Regions from separate parts of the Tachysurus vachellii genome. Here region 2 is linked to region 1. Evidence: chromatin contacts called from public Hi-C data. All regions are on one chromosome and are shown on one strand. The core of a region is the stretch at or near the end of the contact, and the rest is flanking DNA. Distances in the headings are between cores, read along the strand shown. Region 1 holds the start of adcyap1b (adenylate cyclase activating polypeptide 1b). Region 2 holds the start of emilin2a (elastin microfibril interfacer 2a).

Evidence for each region. Hi-C and Micro-C count contacts between places; a contact is called where the count stands out from the background.
Region 2: a Hi-C map of muscle shows a contact between it and region 1, with 2.3 times the contacts expected there. The contact joins the promoter of emilin2a here to the promoter of adcyap1b in region 1. A contact is called at or near these places in 2 of 3 Hi-C or Micro-C datasets (blood and muscle).

The regions. Positions count from the first base shown.
Region 1 is chr7:9,014,988-9,018,077 of HZAU_Pvac_v1, reverse strand. It overlaps adcyap1b (adenylate cyclase activating polypeptide 1b), which reads right to left and starts at 1,508. Exons shown (of 5, transcript XM_060874166.1): 1 at 1,113-1,508; 2 at 577-681. The coding sequence starts at 680.
Region 2 is chr7:9,152,285-9,155,121 of HZAU_Pvac_v1, reverse strand. It overlaps emilin2a (elastin microfibril interfacer 2a), which reads right to left and starts at 1,314. Exons shown (of 9, transcript XM_060874096.1): 1 at 1,085-1,314; 2 at 529-654. The coding sequence starts at 1,188.

The DNA of each region.
Region 1 (3,090 bases), core at 259-2,758:
TTAATGCTGATTATTATGATTATACGCTAGAGGCATTTTAATACAACACACTCATATTAGCCTTGCTGCTTGTAGCTTGCACGTTGCGCTAGTATGAAAGCCTGATGCACAATAACGAGTTCACACCGTCTTCCACTCACACCAGCTTCCTATTCGTTTACTGCTTGTGTTTGCAGTGTGACGCCACTCGGCCGTCATTCCAGATTCATTCTCATTTTCATATAGGCAAGTCCCCATAGAAATATACTGTCTAAACCCTAGCGTCAACACTCCGGGGAAAATGCTTTGCTTCCTGTAGAAACAACTTGGATTAAATTGGCAGTCCTTTTCCAACAAAAAAGCAAATCTATTACGGTGGGTATGGACCATTTTACAGCAAAAATAATCCATGAAAAAAAGAAATATTCGGAATAATTAATTGCTCCAAAATAAAATTCGCATATTTGTGTCTTCTCCAAAATAAGATAATTAATAATTAAAAAGATCTTCGAATTCTGAAGACCAGTTGATAGTCTTTAAGACGTAAGATTGACCAATAAAAGGAGAAAAGACAGGATTTTGGCAGTGTGTACGTACCTCATGTTGGGGAAGCCCATTCCGATGGGTGTGCATTGAGCGCTGTAGCGCATTAAGATCCCGTAGATGAGCAGAGCCAAAGTAGCTCTACTAGATTTGGCCATGCTGTAAAGGGAACGCGAAGAAAGTTAAATCACTTATACGCTTCAACTCAACACTGTAACACGCCTTAAAATGTAGTCATTTTTTTCTTTGTTCTTGTTGTTTGCTTTTTTTTTGCACCGTTCTATCGCCAATTTCCAAGCTTTCTAATAACGCAATAAAACTTCTGTCCTGACACGTCCTACAATTTCCAAACGACGTTTCTTTAACTCTCTAAAATCCGCTCGGGTCTGAAAACTTTAAGGAGAGCCTTGGAACGACGCACATTCAGTCCTTCTCCGTAAGTCGACAAAAATGCTAGTAATAAACTAGAAATACACACACAAAAAAAATAAAAATAAAAAAAAAAACATGAAGAATCCTGGAGTTTGTGTTCCTTCAAAGCACGATTTTGTGGCTTAAGCTGAAATGAAACAGGCAAAACGGTCACGTACCTACGGCAGGTTGGACAGAGAGCGAGGCTGCGGGACGCGCTTCGGGTGCGGCTGCTGAGCGTGTGTGTATGAGTGATATAGAGAGAGAGGGAGAGAGAGAGAGTGAGAGAGAGAGAGAGAGAGAGAGAGAGAGAGAGAGAGAGGCAAGGTAATCTTTCTCACGGCACCTCTTCTCTGAAGCGCCACCGCCGTTTCCTAATGGGTTCGTCCTGATCAACCGCGTTTGACTTTTATACAATAAGTAGCTTCGAAAGCAAACAAACAAACAAAACAAAAAATAGCCTTTGCGAACAAAAAATTGTCGGTGAAATTCGTCGTTCACGGCTTATTCGTTCGTCCACATGTCCTTTTTTGCTCAACTTTCACCCCCCCTCCAGTTTCCTCTGATTTTTATCCATGAATGGAGACTCTTGCCCTTTTTTCAATAAGTCCCATTAAGTATGCCTCAGACGTCATCAGCCCCTTCCTCCCGGAATATAAGTGTGTAATTTCTTCCTCATCGACAGATAAGTTACTCTGACACGCCTCAAATGGAACTTTTCCCTTTTAAACTCCATTTTTTAAGGCATGAAACAAATTGCATTTTTTTTTTAAATACGACAGGAAGCTGAGATGGCACCATTCTGGGAAATTACGAAATTGCATTCTCATCCGTCTTTCCGTACAGACATTTTTTTTTAGCATTTAATCCTATAACTGATTAATAGTATTTAAATAAACTGACAGAATGAATTAATTAATTAATGAATACAGAATTTAGCATAAATAGGGCAAACACAGGGAGCTGTCCACTATTGTGGTGCTGATGTTTCGACGCAATACTGTAGTTCATTATTTATCTTCCTAAATTGTCCTTCAGTTCTTATTTAATCGTTCATTAAACAATTATGGGTTTTAACCTTTTCTTAATCGGTAGCACTCTGTTGTATATGCTTTACAGAAACTCAAGGGTTTCTTAAGTGAAAAGAACTGTTAAATGTCTTGGTTTCTCTAGCGAACGTGTAGAATAAATCGCCCCTTAATCGGATAGGTAATTGCATTAAAATGATAAATTATGCTTATAGATTATACATAAGACAAAACCACTGATCGCGTACGGCAAATGGTTTCAAATAAATACTGTCATTAATAGGGAAAAACACTTTTTTTTAACTTAAGTGTAAACAGGCCTTGCTACAAAGACAAGTGCAAAAGTAGTAGTTCCACAATCTTGATTTCACCCCAACCAACAACTTCAAACAGTACTTAAATTCATATTGTTTGCATGCAACCCTCCGCATTTAACCTGTGCTTCTATATATTCAATACATTCTTTAACTCAATGCACTGACAAGTGAATCATGCGATCCGATAACAATAATTTAATAATTCACGTCGACGTCTCGTTAAATGTGACGTAGTATGACGTCAAAAGCCATTCATCCCGTCTGCCGTGCGTGAGTTCGGTACAGCACGCTGCATTGTCAATATTCGTGGATTTGTGTGTGCGTATATGGCGTATATATGGCGTGACACATTTAAACGTTTCAAGAGCGCCATCGTGCGGTTGCAGGTTGGGCTACGGTTCGCTGTTATGAAATTGCATATATGAATGCACAGAGTACAATTTCTCATCTCTGGTAATTGAGAAACTCTTGTTGTGCATATTTAAATTTTTTTGCTGATGCCAACAATATTTGATTAACAGCTAATTAATAAGCCCCGTTGTGAGCTGTTGTGGATGTGTAAGAGCCCAGAAAAACACATAAATTGATGGTGCAGTGGGTACTCCAGGACTAGGTTTGGGACTCTGTGAAATCTAATAATTTCCTCCTAAGAACTGGAGGTTTGTCCACCATTTCGTTTCAGCCTTCAATTTGCGACATATAAAAGGCTCATGATTCAAAGCAATTTAGTATTGTCGTAAACATAACAGCTTATAGCTTCTGTAAGTTTTTGTGTTTTTAATTGTTCCTTAATTTATAATAATTTATTAGAT
Region 2 (2,837 bases), core at 65-2,564, 140 kb before region 1:
GACACTTTAAAGACAATCATTCAAAACTGTACGCATTTATGTGTATTTATGTATATGTATGTACATTCTTTTTTTCACATATATTTTCATATCTTCTATAGTTTTTATGTAGTTTATACTTTTTATTTACCGGTCAAATTCAAAAAAGCCTTTCACTGCATGTCGTAACCTGTATGTATGTGTATGTGACAAATAAAAATTGATTTGATTTGAACACTTTGACCACTAGGCTTCCACATCCCTATATAATTAAAATAAATGTAATTAAGATGCAAATGAATGTCTAATAATTTTACACTATGTGTGTGCTCTGTGTGTGCCCTGTTACTAAATAGCTTTCTGAATCACCATAGTATAAACACTAATAGCACGGATGTACAGCTCTTTTTGGTTGGTGGTGCAGTCTTTGGCTTGATCTCCTAAGCCACACCCTCTCCCTATAGTATTAGCGTCACTCATAACGGTTCATAAGGATCAGACCACGCCCAGTGCCCCGCCCAGTGCCCCGCCCCTCTCCTTGGTACTCACATCACTGATGGCTCGCAGTCTGGCTGGTTTACAGGACAGGGCGCAGCTTCAGCTTCAACCGCTGCGGGAAAATCCGCGCGCACTGCGCAGCTCACGTTCTTCTGCACGATAAACGCGCACCAGTTTCTGACAAATCATAAAACAGTGGCGATTTATAATCATCCAAGACATGATTCTGGATGAAATTCATACACAGCGACACTATTATGTAGACTGAAATCAGAGAAAACGAGCCAAATTACGCAATGATTGTATCCAATCACAGTGTGACGTTTAAGTGCGCAAACACATCTGGAACATCTGGTCTCATAGTTATGATTTCAACCAAGACTATAACGTTTTTGTTGCGTTCTTGTTAAAACGTCTAAACACTGTAAAACTCACTTGTCATCCTGTCATTTAAAACCTGTGTATTAAGCAAACGCGTTTTTCTTTTACGCACAAATGATTGTGTTAATGTCTTCAGCATTAAATAAATGTAGATAAAGTTCAGCATCCTGACATGAAACAAGCTTTTAAAGCATCATATGTTCAGTGTGTTGGAGTTGATACCCACTTGTTTCTGAGCCTGTGCGAGTTGTACTGAACACTTAAACACACCACGCTTCCCAAAAACAGCAGCGCGAGCCACAAACTGCTCAGATGAGGTTTAACACCCATTGTGCGTCCTGGTCATTAAAGAGCAACACAAACAATTACAGAAAAAAAAAAACCTTACTAGGGTCAGCCTTTCCAAAGCCGACGGACAAAAAAAGGACAGTCCAAGCTACTTCCCAAGTTTGAGGAAAAGTTAAGACTTAACTCTACAGGGGTCCCAAAAAAAAAATAAGGTTGCCAGATTGTCAGTTTTTGTCCACAATTGTCTTTTCCCACAATTCTTTATTTCTTGTGAACTAATACGTGCTACAATTGATCATGTTATATGTCACTTAAAACAATTAAACAAACAAAAAACAACAGACTTTATTGCACATCATAACTATTTAAACTTTTATACCGACACAGGTTGTATGTGTCCCAATCTGGCAACGCTTTACACAGACTTAATGGGGGCGGGACAAGTACACAATAGACACAACTCAATAGAGGACTTAAATGCCCCACAGCACTTTTAAACGGACACAACAATGTAGTGACTTGAGGCTATGTGTGTTTAGATCTCTGTGTTTCACAGTTAAACATCTTCAGTATTATTATTATTTTAATAAAAAAAGACAGAAAGAGAGAGAGAGAGAGAAAGAGAGAGACAAAGAGAGAGAGACCAAGAGAGACACAGAGAGACACAGAGAGAGGGGGAGAGAGAGGGGGAGAGAGAGAGACAGAAAAAGAGATAGAGACAAAGAGAGAGAGACAAAGAGAGACAGAGAGAGACACAGAGAGAGAGAGGGAGAGAGAGAGACAGAAAAAGAGATAGAGACAAAGAGAGAGAGACAAAGAGAGACAGAGAGAGGGGGAGAGAGAGGGGGAGAGAGAGGGGGAGAGAGAGAGACAGAAAGAGAGATAGAGAGACAAAGAGAGACAGAGAGAGACACAGAGAGAGAGAGGGAGAGAGAGAGACAGAAAAAGAGATAGAGACAAAGAGAGACAGAGAGAGAAAGACAGACAGAGAGAGAGAGAGAGAGACAGAAAGAGAAAGACAGACAGACAGACAGAGAGAGAGAGAGAGAGAGAGAGAGACAGAAAGAGAAAGACAGACAGACAGACAGACAGAGAGAGAGAGAGAGAGGGAGAGAGAGAGAGAGAGAGAGAGAGAGACAGAAAGAGAAAGTCAGACAGACAGAGAGAGAGAGAGAGACAGACAGAAAGAGAAAGTCAGACAGACAGAGAGAGAGTGAGAGAGGGAGAGAGAGAGAGAGAGAGAGAGAGAGAGAGACAGAAAGAGAAAGTCAGACAGACAGAGAGAGAGTGAGAGAGGGAGAGAGAGAGAGAGAGACAGACAGAAAGAGAAAGTCAGACAGACAGAGAGAGAGTGAGAGAGGGAGAGAGAGAGAGAGAGAGAGAGAGACAGACAGAGAGAGAGAGAGAGACAGAAAGAGAAAGACAGACAGACAGACAGACAGAGAGAGAGAGAGAGAGAGAGAGACAGACAGAAAGAGAAAGTCAGACAGACAGAGAGAGAGTGAGAGAGGGAGAGAGAGAGAGAGAGAGATTAAACGTGTGTCCAACATGACGTCACATCTACAGACACGCCCATGCACTAGACCCTCACGGCTGTCAGTCATCGCGTCTTGCGCGTAAACATTTTTTTGGATGCTGCAGTGACTGATATCGCTCTGAAAATGGAGACGCTGTAAGAGAAATGAAAGATG